2 separate regions of the Oryzias latipes genome follow, and region 1 is linked to region 2. The links are chromatin contacts, called in public Hi-C maps. All regions are on one chromosome and are shown on one strand. Each heading gives the region's core, a stretch centred on a gene start, on an enhancer-like site or on the middle of the called end of the contact. The rest is flanking DNA. Distances are from core to core; before and after follow the strand shown.

Region 1 (3,737 bases), core at 155-2,654, 49 kb before region 2:
TTCACCTGGCGGCTTGAACGACGCTTCTGAAAAGAGAAAAGTGACAAATGACGGATTTTCTTTTCAAAACCAAACTCCCAATTTTCTTGAATAACAAATGTATTTAAATAATTTTTAGTTGATCAACATCAAACAAAATCCAGCTATTAAATCAAACAATCGTTTTTACCAAACTGGCATTTACGATTTAAAGAACAATTCCAAGAAAAAATGTTTTGTGTTTTTTTTTCATGTTCTTGTAGCATTTGTTTTGGGGTGATTGAGGACATATATGCATTTCTGAGTATTTCTTTATTCAAATCAATGTGAATCAGGAGCAGATTAAAAACAAATGCAGTTTCAAAAAGCCTGTAGCTGTGACATAGGTGCTGCAGTCGCCACAAGCTCCCTGCTCTGCTCCATCCTCTTCTAGACAAATAGATCCATGTACGTCTTTGTTTTCCTCGACTGATGTTGCATCAGGCTCAAAACTGTACGGCTGGATAGCTCGCCATTTTTGCTGCACCGGTATGTTAGGTTGGGGGTATGAAGGCCTGTAAGTTAGCAGGACCAGGATAAACACAGAGCTCTCAGTTATGGGTGATGGGAAGGGGGGGGTTGCTTTGTGCCAACGGTCACGCCCGCAACTCAGAGGTATATTTCTAATTAACTCCTGCCGCTTTGCAGAAGCTATGTGCTAAAAAAAGGACACAGGTTTTATGATTTTGGCTAAAAGTGGTATAATCATAATCAAAAGACCACTGGGAAACACTTAAAATAGATCACAAGATGATCGGAGTGAGACTTAAAAGTTTGATGCGAAGGTTTTCTGGGTTTGTAGAAAGTGAAATCAAAGAGTTCTGAATGTTTAAGTGTACACAGCATGTTATTTGGGGAAAAGGATAACAGGAGCAGCAGCTGAAAAGTTGCTGACTGTAAAGAAGGTGAACTTGGCTCAGGTCCTATCTGCTTGCTCTATCAACAAGGCCGGCTTACAACACAAACATTAACTGGCTCAGTGCCCTCTGTTCCTGCAAACTGTGACGCAAAGGAATCTGCAATGATTTTATGGTCCTTTCCTCTGCACTTTGGAAAACCATCACAGTGTTTACCTGTAACTTCATCTATTCAGGAGGGAGCTGAAAAGCAAACATGTAGACTCTGCTCATCTTGTACCTGTACACCATCGTCCTCCTCTTCGTCAGCAGGGGAGGGAGGTGGGGACTTCACCTCCACTTCTTCACTGACGGATAACTCTCTCTTTCTCTTTGAATCCTTCTTAGCAGCACTAGCCCCACCCTCTGACTCCACCTTTTTACTGCTGGAGAAAGAAGAGAGAAAAGTTAGATCCAATGATTTAAAAAAAAAAGTCAAAATAACACATCACAGTGCTAATGTTTATTAAGTTACTTCTGCAACACCCCACCTAGCCTCATGTGTTTGTGTGAGTGTGTGTGCCAACTGTCCCACGGCAATTGCCATGTTTGATTTACCCATTTAGAAATCATTAGTGTGCCTCAGGCTCTGGCACACAGGGGGTTAATATGATGAAAGACTGCATGGAGGCACAGGGAGCAAGATGGAGAGATAGAAGCCCAGAGAGGGGGAGGGGGTTGTCCAGTGAGACAGATATGGGTAGAGAGGGAGGGAGACAGGCAGACAGACAGACAGAGAGAGAGGCCCCACAGGGAGGAGGGGGGGAGGCGCTCGGAGGCCCTCAGGCTCTCTCTAATCTCTGGCATGGAAAAAGAAAAAAAAAAAAAAAAAAGAGGAGCTGGCTCCATCTGCGAGTGTGTGTGCATTCACACCACAGAGGTGAGAGGACACTCAGCATCCCTCCTCTTGTCTGTACTTCTAATGTCATTTGCACAGAGCACAAATGTGCATGATGAAGGCCTGGTGGTGATCTTCCATACCCCACTGGAACACGAACAACCCATTCGGATGGACCCAGGGGTTCATACAAAGCCCAGGTATGTTTGGTTTCAGCGACCCCTCTCCACGTAAAGCATCGTTCACGTCGCACGTAGGGCTGGGCGATAAAACGATAATTATCGTTATTGCGATATTACCTTTTTTCGATAGCGAAATTAGTCTATTGCGATAAACTTTCGTTTTAAATGAACACGGGAGAAACCCCCGGAAGACCCGCCCTCTTGTCCAATCAGAATTAAGTATCACAGGGCTAGCCCAATCACTGAATAAACTGCGCCACGTCTAGTTAGAGTGAACGTTATTTACAAGCTAGGATGCAAGCTAGTATCTGCATGCGTTGCAAATCCTAACACTTGCAGAAAATGAATGTTCCGTCTGAAGAGAAGTTAACAAACTCGAGCCAAGCGGGCGCAGATAAAGGTTCAAGAGGCATTGTAGAACGGACCGGCCCGAAAAGTTCCGCCGTGTGGACGTTTTTCGGTTATCTAAAGTCGGATAAAATTCAAAGTACGTCTACTGCAAATTGTGCCAAAGATACGTTCCTAATAAATGTGGAAATACCACCAACCTTTTCTCACTTAAAGCAGCACCACCCCCTCGAGCATGCTCAATGCCAGACTTCAAAAACAACGGTAAGACCTGCGCTGCAGCAGCAGTCTTTACATTCGGCATTTTCCAATGTAACGCCATACGACAAAAAATCGAAGAGACATTGCGACATCACAAATGCTGTAGCCTACTGTCTGGCCAAAGACATGCTACCAATAAACACAGTCGAAAATGACATAACATAATTGTGTGTCAATTTTTTGTCTATTTTTCTGTTAAACTTGAGAGTTCAAACATTTGAATTTATTTGTGGTCTTTTAAAACTGTGTGCAATAAAGATTACTTTGAAAAATATAGTTATTTGATATCGTTTTTAATATCGTTATCGCACAATATGAAAAAAACAATATCGTGATATGAAAAATCCAATATCGCCCAGCCCTAGTCGCACGTGATTTGTGGAGTAGTTGTATCCAGTTTTAACGTTAAGTCTATATACAGATGCAATCAGAAGTCATGCGGCCTGATTTGAGTGTCAGCCGCAGTGGCAATCGCTTGTCGAGCAGTGCGACAATGTGGTGTGGCTTAAGTTCTGAAGCCCCGCCCACGCGACATCGAAAATCTCAACTTTGGCCAAGAATCCAATCAGGAGCCTACCTCTGGCCCGTGACGTGCTGATGATGTAATCAGCTGGTGGAGTTCAAACCAAAAATCTGATCATTCTCTTACTAATCTTTGTGATCTTTTCCTTTTTTATGAATGTCAAGACAATAAGTTCCTCTTATTATTGTATTATTTTAATTTTTTCTCTCCTCTGACTTATACTGGACATTCGTCAAACTGGGTCATTGAGAGATGGAAGTACCGCTGAAGGCATCCATCATTCAGACGCAGCTCCTGCTCTGGATGGTGAACCTCCCCTTACTGGGAGAATATCTGAATGATCTCATGTACCCAGACATAAAGATGTGTTTATTGTAGCGCTTTCCAAAATAAACAAAACTGTTCTTCCAACATTATTTGTGTCTTCCATGTATTGCAAATGAAATATACAGTCGATGTTTCCATGTTACGACGAAGTTTTAGGGCCAGTTTACAAAAAATATATATATATTTTAATTACGACTTTTAACTTTCAAAACTGTTAAATTATTTAAGAGAAAAAAGTCCTAGATTAACGAGGAAAAAACACCAAAGTTTTTCTTTTATCGGAGCCTAGTTTGAAGATGAAATATGTGGAGCCTTTTATGAAGCTTTATTTTCGGATATGTATT
Region 2 (4,074 bases), core at 1,182-3,681:
TTTTGGCTGCTGCAACTTATAGTTCGAAAAATACGGTACACTGGATTTGATCAACCAAATAAGCATCAACAAGTTGATTGAACGGTGCAATTCTAGCAACCAAAAAGTCTACCAGTAGCTGTTTCTGCAGAATGCTTGTGTTAGATTATTATGTATAACCTTAAAACTAAAAAATAAAATGTAAAAAGTTACTGCTGATTCCAAAACAGCTTCCAGAGCAAGGCGATGGCTGAAAGAGGGAAGGTTGCCTCATTTTTAACCACAAGAAAAGACGGAACGAGAGACCAGTGCAGAACATCTGTTGTGTGCTGTGTGTGTGTGTGTGTGTGTGTGTGTGTGTGGTCGGGGCCTCTTATCTCTCCCTCTGTGGCCCGCTAAACATGACTAGCTGCCATCTTGGCTCAGACACACGGCGGTGGGGGTAGCAACTCCTGGCTCTTTGGCAAACAGGAGCCAGGGAAACAACAAACACCTTACGTGTCACCCTCAATACGGCGGCGATGCGAAAACGAATACTAACCAGTCAATGTTTCGGGAAGTTTTGCCCCTCTTGAGTGAGACTTGGGAGATGCGTGCGCGCAGCCGGCTGATCATTATGCAAGTTAACTGCTTCCAGGACGCATTATGGAGAAAGATGGCAGAGAGACGCTCACTCAACAGTCCATGTCGATGAGACCGTGCAAGTTTCTGCTACCAAATAAAAAGAAAATGTCCCAATCGCGGCGACGCCCGGCAGGTGTTGTTACTTATTTCCTCCCGTCCACACAGAGTAACAAGTGTAGCCGACTACTTCACTTGAGAATACCGAAAACGATCGGTTTCAAACACCAAAAAAGATGCACAAAGAACATTTACGGCGACTTTAACAAAGATATATATTTTAACTCCTCAAAAAAAAGTCATAAAGTTGATCCCATTGCCAAAACAACAAGCGACCGAGCGATCCACCGACAGCAGGTTAGTAGGCAGCTCTGGATGAGAGAGGATGGGTTTCTGAAGTGGTTTGGCCGGACACAATAAGGATGGGAGCTGGCTAGCAGGCTAGCTGAACTTCTGTGTCCTCGCGCTGGGCCGACCTCCAGCGGCTAGCACGGCTAATTAGCCTATCAGCGGTATTTCGCACGTCGTTCCGGACCGGGGAACGGTTCTCTCATCTCGGTTTTTATTTCCGAAAAGCACTTTACCCCGAACCAAACGGAGGACAAAGTCGCAAAAATCTATATTTGTCTTTAATAGAAACGTGAATTCACGCAAACCTTGACTGAGAAAGCGTGAAAAACACTGTTTTATGGGATGACCGTCTAGCCTCCCCCCTCCTCCACTCCTGTCCCTTCCGTCCAATAAAACTAGCGACTACTACAAACACTTCACTCAGACTCCATTAAAATTCACAAAAAACACAACTGCGCGCGCTCATTTCGTTGTTTTTTCAACTTTAGTTGCGAACATTTGGTATAAATCCATCAAAAATGAGGGGCAAATGAGCCAAGTGTTGTCCGCTGGGAATCTCCCTCGGAGCTCCGCTCGGTGACTCACCTCTACGCTCGAGCCACCTCGTGTCTCCTGGAAGCTTCAACACAATTAGCTAACTGGGCTAACACTTTTAAACTGAATTAAGTCCGTTTTCAAATCCACAAAACCGCCTAAGTAGTTACGGAGGGACGCTACACAGGCGGAGAGCTCACCGTGGCGTTTCGTGGATTTTTTTCTCCCTTTCCACTTTTCAACTATCTACCAGGACTGTTGTGCGTCTCTGAGCGATGCAGCGGCTGGCAAAGCTAAACTTGCTATTGTTAGCATGTCGGCATGGCAGCTTCAATGACTTTAGTATCAAACGATAAATCTTTAGCACGATTTATCCCGAGATGAATGGAGTTCTCCCTTCAGCCAATGCCCTCCGGACTGGAAAAAGCACATAGCCCGCACGGCGGTTTAGAGTCCGATTGTCGAGCAAAAAAGTATGACAAACTTACTGACTATTCATTGATAAAATATAGGAGGTTTTTATTTATAACCGACGAAGACTGTAGAACCATTCCAACCAGATTGTTATTTGTACCCCCCCAAAAAATAGGAAAAAAATTGGCTTTAGGTTGCTTACCCAACAAGCTCGATCGGTTCGGGATTTTATCAAATCAACTCCTCGTCACCAGGGTAGAATCTCCGCTTGCTCGGAAAAAAACCCCATCCACCGCGATCCTTTTCAGTTTGAAATATAAATAAACAGGGGGAAAAAGTTCGTGTTTGCTGTTATTTTCATTCAATATTTCTCCGGCGTGTCTTGCATCCGCGACCTCGCCGACTAGTGTGTGTTGCTCTTCTCTCCTTTGTGTTAATTTCACTCAAATCGAGTTTAATCCGATCGATCCCTCGGCTGGTCGCGCTCCCGAGTCCTCCCCTCCAGACACTCGCTCACCTTCCTCGGCCAGGGGGGGCGCGCTCCCGAGGACCTCTCGTACAGATAAACAGCGGCGTGCGCGGTCACTGACCTCGGCCGTGCCCGCGTGACGCTTTCTCTGGACTCTCATTTGGATATGAAAATTAAAAACAAAGGCGTTAGTTTGATTTGACTGTGGACTCCTGTTTTGAAATGTTTATTAAAATTCAATTGTTTGTATTTAAATTAAAAAAATATGGGAGGGGGGGGGGGGCAACAAACTTGTACGGACTATTTTTAGTTTTTGCCTTATTTAAAAAAAGTATTCTTATTTATCCTTTTGGAGGTCCTGCAAACTTGTAATGGCAATTTTTACACCGGAAAGCTTATATCTCAATCATTGGACATACTTACTCAATTTTAACAGAATTAATTAGGTTCATGATTTTTTTATTAGTAAAACTTTTATTTCTGGATTCGTGTTTTTACAGCCATTGGAACAGAAAAAATGTTCTGTTTACAGGAAAAGTACATTCAAATTTAACTGGAAATAGTTTTTTTTTCTTCACATTTGCTACATAAATGTGCAGGAAGATGGTTCAAATAGAGGGTTTAATTCCCAGTATTTATTCAAATTTGCATTGTTTATGAATGGAAATGTTGACTTTAGGAGGAAGTGCAGCAGTTTTCTATAATAAATTCTGTTACAGATGCTAATGAGACCTTTTATGCTTTTTCTGTCTATTTGAACAATATTTATAAATTAACCAGAACTGATTGTGTAAAAAACAAACCGATAGCTAGCATCAAACATTCTGAACTAAAAATAAAAGGTTTTTTTTGTTTATATGGACTTTTAGATTCAAATCTTTCTGTTAAACACGGTGGCGGCACTATTATTATAGCTTTTTTTTCCCTCTTCTGCTACAGACCTAATTTAGACCTAATTGGCAAATAAAGGTAAACACACAAAAACAGTGTTACATCTTTAAACTCACAATCTCAATTTGGGACAAATGCTAACACCAGAGGTAGAGCGGTCAACATCTGTTCGGTTGATCACAGGTCTGATTCCTGCTTTGCCTGCCCACGTGGCGAAATGTCCTTGGGCAAGGCACTTAACCCCACATTGGTGGTTTTAGGTTGGCGCCAGGGTGCACCAACAGTGTGCGAATGTGTGTGTGCATGGGGGAATGGGACTGTGACTCTAAAGCGCTTTTGAGCGACGGTATAGTAAGGACAGGCCATTTTGGTTTATATTTAACATTTTTGTTAAAAGCTACTATAAACGGTTGATCTTGAAGAAATATAATTTTGAATCCCTTGACCCCTGTCAATGCAAATCAATTCAGAGGTCGAGGGTTTAAAAGAACACATCACGTTTGTATAAATATTCCCATTTCCCACAAACACATCTAGAGTGTGCATATTTCTAAGTAGCAAACATAAAGGCACATATTTGAAGAAATTGAGCATTGAATGTAGAGTTTTAGGACTTGTGTTCTGTACATTTTCACAGAAGGAAAGCATTGATAAAATAGAATATTTCCTATCAACTGTGTAATCTGATTGAATAAAATACTTGTACATGTGCAGTGCCAAACCTCTACAATCAATCCTGCTGGCTTCGCTTCAAGAAATGCAGCTATATGCTTCAGACCAGATGATTAGTTACGGTGATAACCAGTCATATCAAA

The links. A called contact is a pair of places that touch in the nucleus more often than the background predicts.
Region 1: a Hi-C map of embryo shows a contact between it and region 2, with 1.8 times the contacts expected there. The contact joins the enhancer-like site here to the promoter of chd7 in region 2. A contact is called at or near these places in 4 of 5 Hi-C or Micro-C datasets (embryo, fibroblasts and gastrula embryo).

The regions. Positions count from the first base shown.
Region 1 is chr17:21,014,373-21,018,109 of ASM223467v1, reverse strand. chd7 (chromodomain-helicase-DNA-binding protein 7) reads right to left here. Exons shown (of 41, transcript XM_023965274.1): 5 at 1,156-1,300; 6 at 1-26. Among protein-coding and RNA genes, the nearest start is that of chd7, 48 kb to the right of the region's middle. Within about 2 kb of position 1,404, at least 6 of the 8 cell types and tissues checked have an H3K27ac peak or open chromatin away from gene starts, as enhancers often do. A contact at or near this core is called in gastrula embryo, where this site is marked.
Region 2 is chr17:20,966,399-20,970,472 of ASM223467v1, reverse strand. chd7 (chromodomain-helicase-DNA-binding protein 7) reads right to left here and starts at 2,431. Exons shown (of 41, transcript XM_023965274.1): 1 at 2,102-2,431.